3 separate regions of the Mus musculus genome follow, and regions 1 and 2 are each linked to region 3. A link is a contact called in public HiChIP or PLAC-seq and Micro-C data. All regions are on one chromosome and are shown on one strand. The core of a region is the stretch at or near the end of the contact, and the rest is flanking DNA. Distances in the headings are between cores, read along the strand shown. Region 1 overlaps Cdk14 (cyclin-dependent kinase 14). Region 2 overlaps Cdk14 (cyclin-dependent kinase 14). Region 3 has its middle 40 kb from the start of Cdk14.

The links. Hi-C and Micro-C count contacts between places; a contact is called where the count stands out from the background. HiChIP or PLAC-seq counts read pairs in DNA pulled down with a chosen protein or histone mark.
Region 1: a contact with region 3 is called in a Micro-C map of macrophages, with 3 times the contacts expected there. The contact joins two enhancer-like sites. A contact is called at or near these places in 2 of 484 Hi-C or Micro-C datasets (bone marrow-derived macrophages and macrophages), 1 of 115 datasets of contacts at active chromatin or transcription factors (heart atrium) and 3 of 9 other capture datasets (adipose tissue, liver and pancreatic islet).
Region 2: a contact with region 3 is called in an HNF4G HiChIP or PLAC-seq map of pancreatic cancer cells. The contact joins two enhancer-like sites. A contact is called at or near these places in 1 of 484 Hi-C or Micro-C datasets (bone marrow-derived macrophages), 1 of 115 datasets of contacts at active chromatin or transcription factors (pancreatic cancer cells) and 3 of 9 other capture datasets (adipose tissue, liver and pancreatic islet).

Annotation. Positions count from the first base shown.
Region 1 is chr5:5,319,249-5,322,494 of GRCm38.p6, forward strand. The region is part of intron 2 of Cdk14 (cyclin-dependent kinase 14); the gene reads right to left. Among named protein-coding and RNA genes, the nearest start is that of Gm30151, 50 kb to the right of the region's middle. Within about 2 kb of position 1,398, at least 123 of the 459 cell types and tissues checked have an H3K27ac peak or open chromatin away from gene starts, as enhancers often do. A contact at or near this core is called in adipose tissue, bone marrow-derived macrophages and macrophages, where this site is marked.
Region 2 is chr5:5,298,839-5,302,015 of GRCm38.p6, forward strand. All of the region lies in intron 2 of Cdk14 (cyclin-dependent kinase 14), which reads right to left. Among named protein-coding and RNA genes, the nearest start is that of Gm30151, 70 kb to the right of the region's middle. Within about 2 kb of position 1,448, at least 25 of the 459 cell types and tissues checked have an H3K27ac peak or open chromatin away from gene starts, as enhancers often do. A contact at or near this core is called in pancreatic cancer cells, where this site is marked.
Region 3 is chr5:5,418,385-5,421,769 of GRCm38.p6, forward strand. No RefSeq gene overlaps it. Among named protein-coding and RNA genes, the nearest start is that of Cdk14, 40 kb to the left of the region's middle. Within about 2 kb of position 1,942, at least 179 of the 459 cell types and tissues checked have an H3K27ac peak or open chromatin away from gene starts, as enhancers often do. A contact at or near this core is called in adipose tissue, bone marrow-derived macrophages, macrophages and 1 more, where this site is marked.

The sequences.
Region 1 (3,246 bases), core at 148-2,647, 100 kb before region 3:
TAACAAGGCCAGACAATAACTTCTCACGCTAAGCCCCATGCAATGGCTCACACCTGTAATCCCAGTACCCGAGAGGTAAGGCAGGAGGATGGAGACATTCAAGGACATCCTCAGCTACACAGTGAAGTCAAAGGCAGTCGGAGATACAGAAGACCCTGACTAAAAACAGCCAGAAATTAAACGTTTGTACTTTAGTCGCTAAGTCCAGCAGGCCATTAGTTAAAGCTTAAGGCAAGCCTTGGGAAAACAAATGACTCCCTAGAGCTGTGCTCTTCCCTAAAGCAGCCACTGGCAGCATGCGGTTACCTAAGTGAACTAACGTTAACAGTTCAGTTCTTCAGTCCCAAAAGCCACCTTTTACAGAGTGGACAGTAAGAATTATACAAAAGGGGCACTATTACACAGCACGGGTCTAGAAAATATAAAATGGTCATTGACAGGGATCCAGGACATCTCTGCCACCACGGCTCTAGAGAAGTAAAGATATTCAGATTAACTATCAGGGTTCATACCAGCCCTTAGGCCTTTATTCTAGCTTCAGTTTCTAACATTCTCTACCCAGGGTTGCATAAGAAAATAAAAACATGAAGAAAAGATTGGATTAACAAATTGCATTGAAAACAAACACACACACACACACACACACACCTCTTTGAGCAAGAAACAAAAATAAACTTGCAACCAAAGTCCTGATCATAGTTAATGATCCAGAGTGCTGAGTAAGCTCTCTCAGCATGTAAAACTATGATAGTCTCTTCATTCCACAAAACGAAGTCATTAAGGAAGTGAGATACTGTCATAGGAGCAGTCATCGCTAACAACCGAATGTTTATGGCACTAATCTTTATCAATAAATCTCTTAGAAAACATTTTGAAATACCACTTTCTGTGTGGCGTGACCTGGTTGATGTCAACAGGGGGCTTAAATATCCAAGAGCAACAAAAAATTATCAATTTTTGCCAGTAATTGTCTACAAAATATTTTCCTCATTATTGCTAGTTTTGTTATAAGTATAAAAAACACTTCCTGTTTGTGACTTGGAGTAAGAACAAGGAAGTAGAAAGTTGTTCCTCGCTCTCACTTTCTCTCAGTCACACAGACAGCAGTGCTCACCGAGTGTTCCTGGGAACAGGGCGGGGCCAGCTCAAGAGGCTCCAAGCCCCCACAAACTAAAATGAAAGCACTTGTTGGCTTCGTCCAGCAAGATCCTAGACCACTGTGTATGACATACTGAGCTTCAGATGCCAAAATATTAAGGTCAGACTTATGGTGGAACATTGGATAATAATTTTAAAACTCCCCCATTGCAGCTCCAAAGCTTTCACAGTCAAGCCCTCTGAAGGAAGCAAAGGAGGCCCCAGAAGAAAGGGGTTAGCGTTTGGTTTTCAAGAGGGTACATTTGGTTTGCCTTATTCCAGCTGTCGTATACTAGTAATTATGCCTGCCAAGTTGCAAAGCACTTTCCCCTGAGAGCTGTAAATGTTCTAAAAAGATGGGCTAATCTATGTTTGCAAGACCCCCAAGCAGCATGAGGGGCTTGCTATTCTCTAAAATGCAAAAAAAAAGAGCTGAGGTAACTTCACTAGAATTAAGCCCCTGCAAGTTAGATTTTCAGCTGGGAATGTATGTGTGCTGGCTCACACCACAAGCAACAAACCAGAAGAACTAACAGACCACAGGAACTCCAAGATCTTTCAACATGAGTCAATCTCTCTGAAGAAAGGCTGGCAAAGTCCCAGGATGTCCAACCCCCTGGCAGAATTACTAATGGCCACAGGAAACCATGAAGAATGAATGCCCTTTTGCCTACTCCACAGCAAGCAGGAGCCATATTAGCATCCCAAAGATGTGGTCACACTCCAGATCTGCATGTGAAATGTGTATAGAGCTTTCACTCTGAAATGCATCACTCATGTAAGGTTATGAAGTAGGTAAGTATTTACACTGATTTATATCAGATAATCAGCAAGCATCTCACCTCTAATTCTCAGCTTACACACAAATATGTGATTAATAATGTAAGAGGTCAGCATTTGCCGATGGCTTTGACCAGATCAACAAATTCCATTTACAGGATTAGAAATTGTATTACTCATCTGAAAATCAGTAGTTTGCCCCCAAAATTCTTCTTTCCTCAGGCAGATGAGTGGACTGAAGTACATGCTGTGAAACTCACAAAGAATCAATAAAACGGTTAAGAAGAAAAGAAAAAAGTAAAGTAATGAAAGAAAACATAGGCAGACAAGGTTATCACTAGCAAATGGTTCTGAGAGGGTCAAAGAGTGAGAGAATTGCTGAAGTTCAGGCAAGGAGCAAGTACTGAGAGAAGGGAGGGCGGGCCGCAGAGAGACACAGGGAAAGCTATAGAGAAACAGGTAGGAACTGACAAAGAGGAGCAGAAGAAATAAACATCCAGTGTCCTGCACTTGCCTCTGAGCTCCTAAATTCTTCTCACTGCTCAAATCCGGCTGCAGGATATTAGGTACAGGTGTTTCTTGGTGAAATCCACAGTGTGTCCCACAGTCTGTCCTCTGTCCACACATCTCTACTTGCAAATGTCCATTGCAGTGAGGCATCGGTCTGGTTCGAGATCTCTGCTTCCATGACTTGACACCATTACTAGAGGATCTTCATTAGGACTCCTGCTTATCCTGTTGTTGCCCTGTCTCCTGCGGCTCCTGCAGGTTTGGGTCAGCAGGACTGGCCCTTTCATTCATCCCAACTGTTTGCAGATTTGTAGATTTGAGGGGTGGGTCAATTCAGAGCTAAGAGCAGCATGGAGAAGACATCAGACCATCTCACGACACTCACAGAAACAATGCAGCCCCAGATAAGAGGCATCTTCACTATTTTGAGATCAGTCAAAATCCTAATTTCTGTCACTCTACCAATGTATGTCTTTGAGCAAATGAGTTGACATTTTAGCCTCAGATTCATCACTTGTAAAACACTACTAACTGGAGATACAAATATTAAATAAGAGGAAAAGATGTTCAAAGCCTGTGTCTAGGGAGCACCCTTGTCCCCCTGCACGTATCTAAGCACAGTATCTACCGCACCAGGACTCACTTGCTTTCACCCCTTCTCACTGTTAATACTGCTGCTGCTCTCCCCGGACACACAGTAAGGGGGTTCTGGACAGACAAGAGCTGGGCCTTTCTTCTCCACTGCCATGTTCCAAATGCACCTCCCCAAAATAGAGTTTTACAAACTGCAAAAGGGTAAGTGTGCAGTAAAGACGTGCG
Region 2 (3,177 bases), core at 198-2,697, 120 kb before region 3:
CCTATCTCAACAAGTCATTGATGGAAAATAAATAGAAATGCTTTGGTAAGGTGTAAGAAACAATATTTGAAACATTCAGTTTGACTGTATAGCTCAACGTACTTTAATTCAGGCTGCAATCAGTTAACAGATTTGAAATTGATCACATATCCCTAAGCTATATCCCTAAAGAATGGCTCAAGTGACTCTTTACAGTGCCTCCTAATGTAATTGCTTCCATTTTTGTTTTAATGACAGCTAGTCTCTTGTCCCTTTTATCTAGAATACAGAAGTCTGCCCACCCTTCTCAAGGCACTAGGCTGTGTTTGCATTCTGAGCACTGGGCACATAAAAGACCGTGCCCAACACAAAGCAGTGAATGGGCAGGCAGACAAAGGTATGATGAACCAGCGAGCGCTTATATACATTTATATATACACTTATATAAGCTTATATACACCCCTTCATTAAATCCCATGCCCATCCTGTCCCTCTAAATGGATGAAATGTGTTACTGTGTGACACAGGCTCACAAAAACACAAAGTAATTACTTACTATCAGCCTGAAGAAGGACATTACATAGAGGAATGAGGGGTCTCAGTTCATTTCAATAATGCTGGGAAACAAAGACCCAAACCAAGTATAATACACATGGTAATGCCTTTCTCCTTCCCTCCTCCTCCTCTACCTCCTCCTCCTCCTCTACCTCCACCTCCTCCTCTTCCTCCTCCTCCTCTACCTCCTCCTCCTCCTCCTCTTCCTTTACCTCCTCTCCCTCCTCCTCCTCCTCTTCCTCTCTCTCCCTCCCCCTTCTCCTCCTCTCTTTCTCTTTCTTGTTCATTGTTTGTTTGGGGTTTTCTTGAGACAGGGTTTTTCTGTCATCCTGGCTATCCTGGAACTCTCTCTGTAGATCAAGCTTGTGAGGAGCCGCCCTCACATTCACCATTACAAGATGGCGCCGACATCCTGTGTTCTAAGTAGTAAACAAATAATCTGCGCATGTGCCAGGTAGTTTTCCACTCCATGTGCTCTGCCTTCCCGTGACGACAACTCGGTCGATGGGCTGCAGCCAATCAGGGAGCGACACGTCTGAGGCGAAGGACAATCCTCCACAAAAGGGACAGGGTTTTGCCATTCGTCTCTCTTCTCCTCTTGCTCCTGAAGAAGTAAGCAATAAAGCTTTTGCCGCAGAAGATTCCGGTTGTCCTGAGCGTGTTGTTGCCAGTGGGGACAAAAGCTCGGGATGCAAGCTGGCTTCAAAATCACAGATCCACTGTGAGATTACAGACATGCACCACCACCACCCAGCTATTTTTTATTTCTTAAACTTTAGCATGGGGCCTTTTGTTCCCTTGCCTACCTATGTGTAGGCAAACTAACTCACCCAATTTCCCAAAGCATGAGTCTGGCAAACTAACACCTCCACACCTCTCCTGGTCCCTCTTAGAACCCAGCATCTTTGTTTCATCCTAACACTGCAGCATATGCATCTAATACCACTGCTCTCCAGCCAGGAGAGAACTGTGACTTGCCCCCACATTACCCTTATCATCAGCTAATAACCAGGCAGGAGCTCTGCTAATCATTTAAACTAAACAAATGTTTACACTCGCTGAGTCACAGCCTCTCTGACCCAACTGTTGACTCTACCCAAGAGACACACAGGGACCAGCTGCCTGCCAGCCACACAGCTAGTACCAGTGGGCATCTTCCTAATCCATTTCCCTGGCAACCTAAAACAATAACACTTGATGAAGTAGGGCACTGATTTGTAACCCACAGAGACCTGACCTTCCCAAAACTAGTTCTCATCCCCAACTTCCATGACACAAAGGCACAAGATTCACAAATGTTATACAAATGGAACAGCCCCCTCCGCCCCATCTTCTTATGCACTAACTTGAGTTAACTCTGATTACCTATGCATCTACGTATGAGCACAGCAGCTGCTGGGCTCATAAGAAAGGGCAGCTCTCAGCAAAGTACATTATGTATTCTCTTCCATCATGCCCACAAGGTGGAGTCACTCAATGGGTTCCTCCTAGGTAACTATAAAAGAGAGAGTCCCCCCCCTTAAGTGCCTAGTAGGGTGTATTTTCACAATAGAACTGAAATCGTGATTTAAAACAGCACCCCACTGTCTTTAAATAAGCAAACAAGAAACCGTTTATAGCACAGTAAGACTTTGAAAATGATCACAGGACTTTGGAAGCCTGATTTTAAGGTACAATTGACCTCCCCAACCCCTCAAAAAGAATGAATCTGACATTAAGCATTACAAGCAGCCCAAGCTTCATGGTAAGTTTTGAGGAACTGATAATATTGGGGGTGCAGGATGGGCAGATAGAGGGAACTAAGCTTTGGGGTTCAGCAGCAGCAGCTTGGATTGCTGCAACGTGATTACAAACCACAAGGCTCGCCATTTCTGATTGTTACATTGAGCATTTAAGTATGTGTCAAGCCACTGAATCTAATGAGCTCTTCTCTTACTTGCTTCCAAATTAAATAGCAATGCAACCAATTTAGAATGACATCCTAAAATATCTGCTTATAAATTAAACAATAAATCATAAACATGTACCTGAGTGCATCACCTTGACTTAATTTTTTTTTAAATATTGAAAACTTGAAGCACATTTAAAAAAAAAAAAACAAATTTGATACACAGCTAGAAGGGGGGGGAAACAGGATGTAGGGCTGGCTCCCTGGTTTTCTCTGTGCCTTGTTACTTTTTTATTCAAAGACCTTGACATATCTATGAGTGGCATGTAGCACATCTGGTCACTATCACCTCACTCACTGACACCCCACCCCACCCCGTCCTACAAGAACAACAGGGTCTTTGCCCTGGCTATTCTTCCTGCAAGGCATGTTCTTCTCCTGACATCTCTATGTATCCCTCTCGGCCTTTGGCCATTTGGCTAAAATCCTTTCCTCGCAGATGCCCTCCTGGGCCGCCGCCACTACCTGTCTCCTCGGATACATTTCTTTCTTCTAAACGAGTGTATTAATATGCTGGGTGGACAGCAATGTCTCCCAACCCTTCTCCTCACTGAAATGCAAAGCCAACAAAGGCGGGGATCTGTGTCTGTGCTGCTGATCACTGAAGAGCTGGTGCCCCACCGAGTCCGAGGCAAGCCGTGGGTGCTCAGTAGGCACTTCCTTGATAAGTGGGCATATCTTCTGCTGTTGCTTAG
Region 3 (3,385 bases), core at 692-3,191:
AGCTGAGACAGAAGGAAGAACCATCCAGAGACTGCCCTACCCAGGGTTCCATCCCATAAACAGCCACCAAACCCAGACACTATTGCATATGCCAGCAAGATTTTGCTGACAGGAGCCTGACATGACTGTCTCTTGTGAGGCTATGCCAGTGCCTGGCAAATACAGAAGTGGATGCTCACAGTCAGCTATTGGGTGGAACACAGGGCTCCCAATGGAGGAGCTAGAGAAAGCACCCAAGGAGCTGAAGGGATCTGCAACCCTATAGGAGGAACAACAATATGAACTAACCAGTACCCCCAGAGCTCACGTCTCTAGCTGCATATGTAGTAGGAGACAGCCTAGTCGGCCATCATTGGGAGGAGAGGCCCTTGGTCTTGTGAAGATTCTATGCCCCAGTACAGGGGAATGCCAGGGCCAGGAAGCGGGAGTGGGTGGGTTGGGGAGCAGGGTGAGGGGAGGGTATAGGGTACTTTCCGGATAGCATTTGAAATGTAAATGAAGAAAATATCTAATTTTTAAAAAGAGAGAGAGAGAGAAGAACAGCCTGGCGCAGGCTGTGTGATCTGTCCTCCATGTCCCCTATGTGAGATGAAGAACAGCCTGTCCCAGCAGGGAGGCTCCGCAGACTCCAGCTCCCGGTGGTTGTGAGTCCTTTGCTGTGGGTGCTAAGGATGAATTCAGGTTCTTTCCAAGAGCAGCCTGGCCTTAAAGGTCTCAAGCCCCTGCAGGCATAGTCTTGGTGCCCCTTTCCCTTTAATGGCTACCGCTGTGTTTTCCTTTAAAAATCGTCACCACCAAAGCTTCCTATGATTGCTTTAAGAAAGAGGACAGTTTCAACTTTTTTCTCCAGATCTCTGATCCTTCTCAAATCACTGCTGTCCACAGTGTGAGGTCTGGGCAGGCGTCTATTGTTTTTTTTTTTCTTCATCTAAATGGTGAATTGTTTCCACTCTATCTGATGAAAAGATCTTGTTCTAGTTTCATTTCAGTAAATTATGCCAAGGAACAGGAAACATTTGAAACATTACACAGGGAAACTGGAGGAAAATGAGTGCTTGACTCATGATTGAGTCATTCTTGGTAGTAAGACAACAAATGACCAGCAAGACTTCTTCAAATCCAGTCATCACACATAGGAATTGCTGACAGGATGATCTACTTTCTGAATGAACAAAGCTATTTGATATGGAAAGGGTGTTCTGCCTACTGTATAATTTGCTTTAGCTTGCAGCAGAATTCTGTTCAACTAAAAACAACTTTAAAGTCAAGTAAGGTGCATTTGAAGAGACATGGAATGCTTGCAAACCTTTTGGTTATGCAATGATCAAGCCCAAATTACTTGTTAGGGTTAGGATTAGGGTAGTTCTCATTTGTAGCTACACAGCTGAAATATCAACAGGCATTATCATGCAGCCATCAGACTTGTTTCCCACTTGTTATTATAGCAATTATTTTCCAATAAGGATAAACAGTGAGGCCCATTTCTCTGAATTATTCATTGAAAGCCAGTATGTGCTTGGTAGGTGATTGGGTGATATGGTAGAAAAGTCACGCTTAACGGAAACTCAAACTGGAATTTATACGCAATTTAGAGTTTTTAAAAGCAGAACTAAGGCACAGCTCTAACAGGAAGGGCCAGAGTCAGGCTTTAAAAGCTTCTTCCTCTTTCCGTTTTTCTGTGTACCTCTAGCTCTTCAGTCCCTTCCTCCACAGCAGTCTTCAGGTTCCCCTTGCCGCTTCCCTTTCGGTATTGAACCTGGTGCTGTGGCACTGCACTCGAGTCTTGCTGTAACCTGAGGTGGAACATCAGGGCAGAAGTGTATAGAGGAGGAGAGCTGCTCACACTCAGTAGCAAAGGCACAAGCAGAAAGAGCCGCGGAAGGACCGAGGGCGCCATGCCTCCACACCCCACCCAGTGACTTACTTCCTCTGCTGAGCTCACCTCCTAAGGTTTTAGTCACTTCTGACTCACCACACTGACCACAGACCACGCCTTCAACACTTGACCTTTAGGGGGATATTTTTAGATCTCAGCAATAAAAGCCTGACTCTATTAAGTGTCCCCTAATATCTATGCCTCCTTTGGCCCAAAATAAACCGTATTTTCTGCTAAACTCAGGAATATGTAGCTCGTTTGTCAGCCATCTTATAGCCAGCAATGGGCCTATGACTCCCCTTTGACCAAAGCAATGTGACCAGAAATAGTAAGTAGAACTTACTGATGATAATGTGATCCAGAAAAGCAGACCAGGGCCCAGAAAGGAAGTCTAATGCAGGCTTGGTCTGTAACTGAGATTTTCAGGTGACAGCTTTTTCTGAAGCTCTGTCACAGGGGCGTAAGTGGCGTTGGCTCTCCCTCTCCCTCCCTCTCTCTCTCTTTCTCTCTCTCTCTCTCTCTCTCTCTCTCTCTCTCTCTCTCTCTCTCTGTGTGTGTGTGTGAGAGAGAGTCCTATAGCATCTGAGGAATAACACTGGACGTTAGTCCTCTGGCTTCCATATCTACCTTTCTTTCCCTTGAGACAGGGCCTCTCACTGACTTGGATCTTGCCAGACAGGCTAGGCTGGCTGACCAGTGAGCCCCAGGGATTGACCTGTCTCTGCCTTCCCAGTAGTAGGATCACAAACACCACCACATCTGATTCTCTCTCTCTCTCTCTCTTTTTCTCTCTCAGAGATAGATATAGAAATAGATAGATAGATAGATAGATAGATAGATAGATAGATAGATAGATAGATAGATATAAGATAGATATTTTTATAAACATATAGATATAAATATGTATTTAGATAGATTTATGTGTATAATATGCACATATATACATGTGTATCTGATATATTTACATTCCTTTAACAAGTGCTTTACTGAATGAGCTATATCCACAGCTACCTGAAAATTCTTATGTTGAATTCCTAATCTTCAATACCTAGGAATATAACTGTTTTGGAAATAAGATCTTTAAGGTTAAAATGAGATTATCAGGATATGCTCTAACCCAGTAGGACCAGCGCCTTCCTAAGAGGACATTTAGACCCTGGCAGGAACAGAGTGGCTAGGTGAAGTCCCAAGGAGAGGACAAACACCGGCTACCCAACAAGAGAAGTCTTGGTAGAAACTTATATCACTAGCACCAAAATTCTGTGAGAAAAAAAAATCTGGGATACTTAGCCTTATAGAGGCAACTTCTGCATGAGGGCCAACTAAAACTTGCCTGAGAGCCTAGAGATTGGTGATGAAATGGCAGCCAATCAGGAACTGCCACTTGGAGGCCATGCTTGTTTGGGACCAATGGGACACAAGTGGAGGGTATAAAGATTGCTCCCTGAGAATTAATAAATGTACTTGCTGCCCTGGTCTTACTTGCTCCCAGAATCTGAGCCATTGATT